Regions from separate parts of the Salmo salar genome. Here region 2 is linked to region 1. A link is a contact called in public Hi-C data. All regions are on one chromosome and are shown on one strand. Each heading gives the region's core, a stretch centred on a gene start, on an enhancer-like site or on the middle of the called end of the contact. The rest is flanking DNA. Distances are from core to core; before and after follow the strand shown. Region 1 holds the start of LOC106568157 (ankycorbin). Region 2 overlaps LOC106568157 (ankycorbin).

The links. A called contact is a pair of places that touch in the nucleus more often than the background predicts.
Region 2: a Hi-C map of muscle shows a contact between it and region 1, with 4 times the contacts expected there. The contact joins the enhancer-like site here to the promoter of LOC106568157 in region 1. A contact is called at or near these places in 2 of 3 Hi-C or Micro-C datasets (gill and muscle).

The regions. Positions count from the first base shown.
Region 1 is chrssa13:94,332,322-94,337,969 of Ssal_v3.1, forward strand. It overlaps LOC106568157 (ankycorbin), which reads left to right and starts at 3,523. Exons shown (of 18, transcript XM_014138236.2): 1 at 3,523-3,782; 2 at 4,335-4,414. The coding sequence starts at 4,379.
Region 2 is chrssa13:94,391,040-94,396,687 of Ssal_v3.1, forward strand. The region is part of intron 7 of LOC106568157 (ankycorbin); the gene reads left to right. Among protein-coding and RNA genes, the nearest start is that of LOC106568157, 58 kb to the left of the region's middle. Within about 2 kb of position 2,997, at least 1 of the 13 cell types and tissues checked has an H3K27ac peak or open chromatin away from gene starts, as enhancers often do. A contact at or near this core is called in muscle, where this site is marked.

The sequences.
Region 1 (5,648 bases), core at 2,273-4,772:
ACAAGCACAATAATAACTTTTAACTTTTGTTTGGTATGCAAAATATATTTCATTATGCAGTAAAACCGATCCTGTCACTTAATAATTTACAAAATCCATAAAACAAGAAAAGCAGCTAGTTTGAAGAATTTATTTTCTCCAACAATAACACTATTCTCGGTCTACCATTATTTATAAAACGAATATAATGGTATTCTTGATTTTCCAAATATTACAACACCAACATCAGACTAAGGATGGATGAAAAGGACTAAAATATTAATGAGAGGAGAGACTCATGGGAGCAGAATTCTCGTTGCTGGAGGACTGCAGCAGGACTTTCAGTACCAATCTTATTCCCAAAAGACCTGTGGAAATTGGGGGAAAATATCAAGATAAACATACAAAATGTTGAAATATGACTGCTGTGATGTCATGAGATCCTTTTCTGTGGATGTGTCATGTCAAAGTAATGCTCCCCGAAAAGGCTTCAATCAATGTAAGAGCAAGAATCACATGAAAGAGCTGACAGTTTATTAAATCCAAGAGTAGAAGCCTAAAGGTGGGTTCAGGCACTATGACAGAAAAGGCTATACGGACACTCCTGACCTGCAAACCAACATTTTATTACCGAATTGGTTCAAATTAAATTAAAGTTAGGATTAGGGTTAGGTTTAGGGTTAAGGTTAGGTTTAGCAATCTCATCTCTAGGCCAAGAGAGGCCATAGAGTGGCCATCTAATAGCCAGATAGACAGGCATCGAGGCATTCAGTTGCTGTATGATGGGACGTTAAAATGAGCAAAACGGGTGACCGAAGTGACTTTGAGCGTGATATGATCGTCAGTGCCAGGCGCGCCGGTTTCAGTATCTCAGAAATGGACGGCCTCCTAGGCTTTTCACACACAAGGGTGTCTAGGGTTTACCGAGAATAGTGCGACAAACCAAAAAACATCCAGTCAGAGGCTGTCCTGTTGATGAGAGAAGTCAAAGGAGAATGGCAAGTATCGTGTAAGCTAACAGGTGAGACACAAACAGCCAAATAACAGCGCAGTACAACAGTGGTGTGCAGACTGGCATCTCGGAACACACAACTCGTTGGTCTTTGTCATGGATGGGTTATTGCAGCAGACGACCACACTGGGTTCCAGTCCTATCAGCTTAAAACAAGAAGTGGCTCCAGTGGGCACGCGATCACCAACACTGGACAATTGAGAAGTGGAAAAACAATGCCTGGTCCAACAAATCCCAGTTCCTGTTGCATCAGGATTTGGCATAAGCAGCATGAGTCCATGGCCCCATTCTGCCTGGTATCAACGGTACAGGCTGGTGGCGGTGGTGTAATGGTGTGGGGAATGTTTTCCTGGCACACGTTAGGTCCCTTGATACCAATTGAGCAACATTTGAACGCCACAGCGTATCTGTAGCTGTTCTGGAGGCAAAAGGGGGTCTGACCCGGTAGTAGATGGGTGCTCCTAATAAACTGTCCACTGAGTGTATATATCTCTAGAGCAGAGCATCTTGCACTTTACAGCCCACACGCCCCTACACGATCTCAGCACCATAGTGAGGATGAATGAGTAGAGAGGAAATTACAGAGCATTACCACCATCTACTGGACAGATTTATAGAAAGCACTTCCCATAGTGTAACAGCACCAACAGTGTAATCCCTGCAGAGCGTGCAACATTGATGCAATCTCACTCTAGGTATTATGCAGTCCTGACAACAAAGCCCACATCGAAGGAGGGTTTTGGTGCAGTAATTGCCCATCTCTGTTAACAGTTAAACAGAATTGGAAAAAAAGGAGTAGACCGATACTATTCAATCCCTTTTTGCTCATGCCCTTCATCAATTGCTAAAGTCTTGCCATAAAACCCTCAGTGGATGATATTTCACTGCTATTACATCATGAATGAGACTGGAGCTATGATGCTCCTTTAATCTCCAGGGTAGAGTTAGCTCAATATGCAACATGCTGAGGCAAAGTTGAGGTCAGACTGGGAGAGGCTGTTCTTCAGTACTGGTCGTTGCGTTGAGACCTATAGGGTGTGCATGTTTTTGTTCCAGCCCAGTATTGTAGGCAGGCCCGGCCCGGCCCTAGCCTTTTCGGGCCCTGAGCGGGATCTACCTTGCAGGCAAAACATTTTAGTGTCCCTCCTGTTGATGACAGAGAGAAAAAAAATGTTTTAAAGAAAATGTCCTTCAATTTTACAATTTTACACCTTTTGCCATGGGACGTAGAGAAAGTGTTGCAGTTTTAAAACAAGCTTTCTGCAGTTCTACACAATTTGCCACGGGGCAGAGAGATTATTTTGCAATTTTATAACACATTTCATGCAATTCTACTCATTTTGCCATGGGGAAGTGAGAAAAAAATGTCAATTTTACAGCTAATTTCTTGCAATTCTACACATTTTGCCAGGACTTATGCCATATTGATGATATCTGAGTGAGAGTGACAAAAATCAATCGGAGCCAACTGGAAGTCCCCTGTGCACGTGCCTTCCGTGCCCAGTTGGTATTTATCCATTATTACTACAAGTTTAGATAGCTGGTTTGACTAATTTACCAATCTAAAATTGTTAGCTGACATACTGTAGCTTATTGAGTGACTGTCAGTGACTGACATAACAAGAGAAAAACTGATGATGAACAACCAAATTCCAACCTTGCACTATTCTAACTATCAACAGTAAGTTGAGAGCCAACTGAGTTCCTAAATATGTATATATATATTATTAAATATATTTATTTTCAAATTGGTCTGGGGCCTCCTAGTGGCCAGGGGCTCGAATAAGTGACCGCTTAAGTCGCTTATGTCTGGGGGCCTTGACTGTAGGACAAAAATCGAACCAGGCTGGTGAAAGCCTTTATGGCAATGTGGATTAGAAGACAGATGTAGGCTACCACTGTCAGAGGCAGCTTTTGTTGTTTCATTAATCCAGCCAAATGTCTTTGTAACATGGCTTCATGCATGATTCAAATGCTGTACGTCAACCATGAAATAGCCTATATATCTGGTGAGGCTAGATTGCACTGATGTATGGTTTCTAAATGTTTGTATAGTATAGTAAACCATTCTGCTGAGCTGAGAGAGCAAGAGCCTGATGATATCACAGATGTTCACGTGGGATAGACAGAGCATTAAAGCAGACAGAAACCATCTCAGAAGTAAAACAATTAATGTTAACAGCGATAGAATAGATTTGCATTGAAGAAAATATGAAAAATAGACAGAAGGGCAGTACACGGTCTATTTGTAGCTTATGCAGTAGTGTTGCTATTTTTGCGCATACCTATGGGGTGCAGCCTTTAGGAGAAATTGAATTCGCAGAAGTGTAGTGTGCTTTTGCGTATATGCTATTGCTGTCTACCTATTAGAGAAGTGTGATCAGTCACGTTGGTGTTGTAAACAGTGTTTACCTGTTGTAATTGTTGTCAAATATTACAATAAACACAAGACTATAATTCAATTGCACATTTAGCCTACAAAATGTTTATTCATGATTGGGAATATGCAGAAATATTTGGTCACGGGGGAGGAATGACGTCACCATTTCAACTCGAGTAACACTCAGAGTGAGCTAGCTTCCGAGCAAAGCGATAGGCACTTGAATAGTCCAACTTTTAATGTATTCAGCCTGAACCTAGCCAGCATAGCCTATCTAGGCGGGCTATTTGTTCACACTAGCTATTCCTTTTCTGTTTGTCGATTCTATTTTAATATATTTCTACCGACTGACAATTTAGTCAACTCTGTAGGCTGTCGAACAGAATATTACTGAGTCCCAACTTTTAAAGGGTAAGTGTGCAGTGTGTTCATACATTATTTACAAAGTTGATGCTAGACTGAATTGTTAGCTTGCTAGCTGTTCCTATCTTTCGCTAACGAGCAAGCGTGGTTGAATGATACAAATGTATCGGAGTAAAAATAAAATATGTTGGCGTTGGACGTTGTGCACTAGTTGTAGCAATTATATACAGAAATCTATTGCTACAGGCTAACGTTACTGTAACCACCTCAAAATAACTTCAAACCTTGCCATGGGACTCGCGATGGATACTTTGTATCAGCCTATACGTTCTGTCCCATAGTTTGTTTTTATTCATTAGTGCTGGGTAGGCTATTGCGCGGATGAGTGCAAGACACGTTTATATTGCAAATGGTTAATATTACACAGTTACACATGCATAATAATAAGGGCCAACTCTCAAATAAGTTACCATGAAATCAGAGAAAAGTGTTACATTTGCACATGTTACCTCTCCCTGTTGCACTTTAGAGACTAACTTAATTTTCATCAGTTAGACTTATTAAAAGTATAAGATGTGTAACTCATTTTTTTTGTTTCAGAGGCTCACCTGGACAAGTGGGAAACTGTATGGACCAGGCCTAAGATGAAGAGCTTTAAAGCAAAGTTTAGGAAGAGCGATGTAAGAACATGCATTACTTTTCAATGGGGTTTTGCGGTGGTGGTGGTATGTTCTTGCCTGACAGAATGCATTAATTCATTCATCGATCCATATGGCTCTGTGACTGTCATAGCAATGAAGCCCTCTGCCATAAAGTTATTTCAGTAATAGCCTCCATGGGTAGTTTCTCCATAGTTGTGACTGAATCATTTGGGAGTGACTTTTCCAGGCTGCGTTTCCTAAATATCCTACAGGGAGTGACTAACTTCCACTGAGTGTGACTCATCAGTAGTCACAGTTAAATAGTTGCCTACTTAAATAAAGTTTAAATAAAAAATTAAAACAGTGACCATAATCAGACGGCATCAGTGCCAGAGAGGAAGTGTGGCTATGAAGGGGGCGATTTAAACACTTTAAATTGGGTACATCTGTCATCTTGGATGATTATGTACCTAATGTGGAAGCTGGGGATAAACCAAAAGTCAGGCAACTAGAGTTTGTTTTCTTTGAACACATTACATTTCATAAATCAATGTACATTTCAGAACTGTTACAATGTTATTGACAGACAGATTTTTGAGGCAGAATACCTTCACTGAAATATGTAGGAGTTGAAGATTCCTTCTGAGTCACTGGAATACTTAGAGTTTTCAAGAGGCCCAAGGCAGTTTCGGGGTGTGATTGTCTATAGGAAAAGTACTCTGTTTAGTACTATTAATGTGCCCATATGACATACGGAAGATAAGACATACATAGATTAGAAACCTTTATTAGCTTGAAATTATAAAAGTGAGAGACTATATGCAAATATTATTTCCACAAATAACAGGGTATTGTATCTGATGCTGTTGTTGTAAAACATAACCATTGCTTATGGCTGACTAATGTATTTTAACAGTGGGAGTTGCAACCTGTGGGTGTTTTTCACATTTAGGTTGCTTAGGAACAGTCCGTCCGTATGTCTGTAACCATCTACTTTGATAGTTCACACCCACATAACCACTTCTCACACTTGCTTTGCTATTAAGAAAAAAAACATATTCTGTCCACAAGATTGGCTACGGTTTACTGTTTCCACTGGTGGCCTTAGTGTTAGTAGATAGAAAATGACCTAAACTGTGATCCGATAGTCTACTCTCATTCTCCCCGGGCGAAATATGTTATTGCCGGTTGTGGAAGAGTCTAGGACTGGATACATTAAAACACATTTTCCAAAATGTTCACTCATGAAAAAACCCCATCTGAACCAGTTGAA
Region 2 (5,648 bases), core at 1,747-4,246, 58 kb after region 1:
GTATCCTTGTTGAGAAGTTTTGTAACTTTACAGAGTATGACCACACTAGAAGGTGATGGAGACGGTCGTCAGCAAGGTCAGGTCAAAGAATGTAATTTGGCTGCATTTCACATTCAGTGGGATGAGCTGTAGCTTATGTACTGTGGACATGCACACACACACACACACACACACACACACACACACACACACACACACACACACACACACACACACACACACACACACACACACACACACACACACACACACACACACACACACATACATTTGTTTTACTATCCTTGTGGGGACCAAACAATTGATTCCCATTCAAAATCCTATTTTCCCTAAACCCTAACCTTAATAACGGGTTACTTTGGGATTTTGACAATTAAGCCCTTTATCTACTTCCCCATAGTCTGATGAACTATTGGATACCATTTATAAGTCTCTGCGTCCAGTATGAAGGAAGTTAGAGGTAGTTTCGCGAGCCAAAGCAAACTAGCGTTAGTGCAATGACTGGCAGTTTATGGTATCTACTAGCATGCTAGAAGTTACCATAGACTTCCAGTCATTGTGCTAATGCTAGTTAGAAACTTCCTTCAAACTGCACGCAGAGACATACAAATGGTATCCACTGGGTAAGTAGATAAAGGGCTTAATTGAACTAATTATCTCTTTAACCTGAACATTAACCCCTAAACCTAACCATAACTCCTAACCATAGTTCTAACCTTAATTATAACCCAAACTCTAAACTCTGAGCCTAAAATAGTCTTTTTCCATGTGGGAACCTGCAAAATGTCCCCACAAAATGTCCTTGTTACACACATAGAGTTTTTAAACATTCACGGTCATGGAGGAGTGGATGTTTATAGTGTGGTTGTCTGTAAACCATGTTCATGTCAACGTACCGATACAACACACAGAGACAGAAGTATCTCAGTATTATACAGGATGGTGATGAGGTGTAGTCACTCATACCTTGCCTTTCACTTGCAAGAATGAACAGAGTACAATAAAGGGGATCTATAGACAGTGGGACACATACAGTGCATTCGGAAAGTATTCAGACCCCTTGACTTTTTCCACATTTTGTTACGTTACAGCCTTATTCTAAAATTGATTAAATAGTTTTTTCCCCCCTCAATCTACACACAATACCCCATAACAAACACAGGTTTTTAGAAATGTTTGATCAGTTATTATAATAGAAAAACGGAAATATCACATTTACATAAGTATTCAGACCCTTTACTCAGTACTTTGTTGAAGCACCTTGAGCACCTTGAACCTTGAGCACCTACAGCCTTGAGTCTTCTTCAGTATGACGCTACAAGCTTAGCACACCTGTATTTGGGGAGTTTCTCCCATTCTTCTCTGCAGATCCTCTCAAGCTCTGTCAGGTTGGATGGGGAGTGTTGCTGCACATCTATTTTCAGGTCTCTTCAGAGATGTTAAATCGGGTTAATGTCCGGGCTCTGGCTGGGCCACTCACAGACATTCAGAGACTTGTCCCGAAGCCACTCCTGTGTTGTCTTGGCTGTGTGCTAAGGGTCGTTGTCCTGTTGAAAAGTGAACCTTCTCCACAGTCTGAGGTCCTGAGTGCTCTGGAGCAGGTTTTCATCAAGGATCTCTCTGTACTGTGCTCCATTAATCTTTCACTCGATCCTGACTAGTCTCCCAGTCCCTGCCGCTGAAAAACATCCTCACAGCATGATGCTGCCACCAACATTCTTTACCGTAGGGATGGTGCCAGGTTTCCTCCAGATCTGGCGCTTGGCATTCAGGCCAAATAGTTCAATCTTTTTTTCATCAGACCAGAGAATCTTGTTTCTCATGGTCTGAGTGTCTTTAGGTGCCTTTTGGCAAACTCCAAGCGGGCTGTCACATGCCTTTTATTGAGGAGTTGCTTCCGTCTGACCACTCTACCATAAAGGCCTGATAGGTGTGCTGCAGAAATGGTTGTCCTTCTGGAAGGTTTTCCCATCTCCACAGAGGAACTCTGGAGCTTTGTCAGGGTGACCTTCGGGTTCTTGCACACCTCCCAGACCAAAGCCTTTCTCTCCCAACTGCTCAGTTTGGTGGCCAGCTCTAGGAAGAGTCTTGGTGGTTCCAGACTTCTTCCATTTAAGAATGATGGAGGCCAGTGTATTCTTGGGGACCTTTAATTCTGCAGAAATGTTTTGGTACCCTTCCCTAGATCTGTGCCTCAAAACAGTTTTTGCTTTGTCATTATGGGGGGGGGGGTATTGTGTGTAAATTGCTGAGGATTATATCTTTTTTTAATCCATTTAAGAATAAGGCTGTAACGTAACAAAATGTGGAAAAAGTAAATGGGTCTGAATACTTTCCAAAGGCACTGTAATTGATGTAACATTGTGGCTTTGCTAGGACCCTGTATCCACTCCTTCATTATTAACCCTCTCCATCTCTCTGTGTCAGGCCAGACAGCCTTAGTCACAGCTCTCTGTGTCAGGCCAGACAGCCTTAGCTACATCTCTCTGTGTCAGGCCAGACAGCCTTAGCCACATCTCTCTGAGTCAGGCCAGACAGCCTTAGCCACATCTCTCTGTGTCAGGCCAGACAGCCTTAGCCACAGCTCTCTGTGTCAGGCCAGACAGCCTTTGCCACATCTCTCTGAGTCAGGCCAGACAGCCTTAGCCACAGCTCTCTGTGTCAGGCCAGACAGCCTTAGCTACATCTCTCTGTGTCAGGCCAGACAGCCTTAGCCACAGCTCTCTGTGTCAGGCCAGACAGCCTTAGCTACATCTCTCTGAGTCAGGCCAGACAGCCTTAGCCATAGCTCTCTGTGTCAGGCCAGACAGCCTAGCCACAGCTCTCTGTGTCAGGCCAGACAGCCTTAGCCACAGCTCTCTGTGTCAGGCCAGACAGCCTTAGCCACAGCTCTCTGTGCCAGGCCAGACAGCCTTTGCCACAGCTCTCTGTGGTGCACTGTGCTGAGTGCTGAGATTACACATGGCTTAAATGTCAGATTGTTACATAAGCTTCCTGGGCCCTGGCAGACAGCCTCTGCTCTGTTGGCCTCAATCACAGATGCCATCCTGTGGCTTTATTTAGGCATGAGGATCAGACCACGTATTTTTCATCCCCCCAGGCTGCGAGAGTATGAAAACATTCACGCTCTGCGGCTGCCAGAGCTTTGTTTTTTTGTCGTATAAATCCTTTGAAACCTGCATAATAGCTGTGCCCTTTGTGGTATATGTTAGTAGTGTACCATTAAGCAAGTCTGACACATTTCCAGTGGACTCTGACATATCTCCTATCCCCATTTAGATTCCCCAAGAGTGTCAAATGTCATATTTGTCACACCTGCACACAATGGCTACTAATGTTTTCCTCTTTCCTACCAAGGTTGATTTTGTCCTCTCTCACCTATAGACATACAAACACTTATTAAAACTGTACAGTGTGGTCTGAAAAGATTCCCATGTTATTTACCAAAGGTCATTCCAGTGAATAAGAATAAGGTATGAGGTGGAAACTGTGTGGTCTGAACGTAGTAAGCAACTTCTCCTTTTGATGACGACTTATGTGGCGTCGATATGAGTCAGAAAATGTTATTCTAGTGTTGAAATTGACTACAAAGTGTACGTAAGATAATTTTGGTCATAAATTCAGTATCGATTTGCGAGAGAATTAGTTAAAAAAAATGTATGTCAGAATGAATGGTACCGTAACAGTTTTCCTTGGGTTGGTTTTATTTAAATTCTGCCCAAATTCCCACAGATTGCAACACCCAACTAATCATCAATTTGGAGCACAGCTGCACGCAACCCGATCACAATGCCGATATCCCTATGGGGATAGTTAGGGACCATCAGTAAATTACACAATGTACATGGGACAACATTTTAAACTATCAATAGCTCCAAATTTCAATGACATAACAACTATAAATTGTAGGAATTCATATACAAATAAGACAACAAAAAGGTGTGCAATATGAAATAATTGTCCAATTTATATTGTATAATTTATTGACATTCTCTAACTGACCCTACAGACAGGCTATCCAAAGTCAAACCAATTTTTGCCACGGTCGCACACCGGCCGGCTGAACCTAATTGGCGAAAGAATTTGGCTAGCTTGCTAGCTAGTCTAGGCTACTTCCAGACAAGACCTGGTTAGACTGTTTCAAGTTATCTAGAAGGGTGAGTGACTGTAACTGTACTGTTTTGGCGGAGTGAAAGTACAAACGCTTCTCACTTTCAAACAAACACACGAGATACCCACATCAAAGCACGCCTCCAAAACCGAAATCTCGTTCTCAGTCGCATTTCCTAATGAGGAGAATTGAAACCGATGCTAAATCAGGAAGTTCAGCCCTCCTTTAAGCAGCTCTGAAGGTTCCATTTTATACACCAAGAATCATCGGAGGTCATTCTTGGTGTTTAAGAGCTGTCAGTGTTCTCACACCTGGCTGTCAGAAGCCTCACCAAGTGGACAGGGCTGGTAGTCAGCATCTTGACAAGTTGTTATCTATGTATTTGTGCGTCTGCATCTTTCTCACTCATCATTATTCATAGTTCATTCAGGACTTTCCCTAGTCATGGCAGCATCCACATTCATGTAGAAGTGTTTAGAAACATATTCTATTCTTATTTACAATAAAAGTGAATCCAAAATGACACAATACATTATTTACCATTCATTTCTATTGGACACAAAATAATCTGAAAAACAACCAAAACAAACAGCAAATGCATCCAACAAGTTTGTAGAGTCCCAAGCTTGATGTTATCATTGTGTGCTGGGAATATGGGACCAAATACTAAACTTTTGACTACTTCAATAGACATATAAGAGAATTTGTCCCAATACTTTTGGTCCCCTAAAAGCTATGTACAAAAGTGCTGTAATTTCTAAACGGTTCAACTGATATGGATGCAAATACCCTCAAATGAAAGCAGACCATCTGCACTTTAACTTCATAGTTCTTTTATCATTTCAAATCCAAAGTGCTGGAGTATAGAGCCAAAACAAAACAAAATGTGTCACTGTCTCTACTTTTGGAGCTCACTGTATCACCAGAGAAATCACTCAACCTACGGGGTGTGATGTGTCTCTGGGGAAGTACGTTGGTGAAATTATATTTCAACTGGCTCCTGGTTTTAATCTATGCTAGAAGTTTGAAGTTATGAAGTTAATTTAAAGTTGAGTATGAAGTCAAGCGTCAGCCATTTGTATTTCAGGTTTTATGGTTGTCCTTGTAAGTGTTTTCAGAGAGCTTTCAGGGATATTATGTGATTTTGAAACATTTTCCATCTACTAGTGAGACAGTAGATCCATATGATCCTGTTAAGTAACGAGTCAACGCCCAGTGCAGTGTGTAATGTTCCGTGAAGCAAAGACTGGGCCTGTAGATATTGCCTGACTCTGCTTTTGATGAGGTGTCAGTTTCCTGAACCTTGTTAATAAGGCAAGCCAAACCCTGGGAAAGAAAGGTAGAAATGAAAGGATAGACAGAAAGGAATATTTAAAAAAAAGAAACACATGGGTGGCTGGCTGTGTTGTGTGCATTAGTTGATAGTGAGGACTGTCTGTGCATCAGAGGAGAAGGGGTGGATGTTTGTGGAGGGGTGTAAGGAGGGGTTTGTGTATGTGGGTGTGTGTGGCTGCCTGGTAGAGAGAGAGGGGTAGTG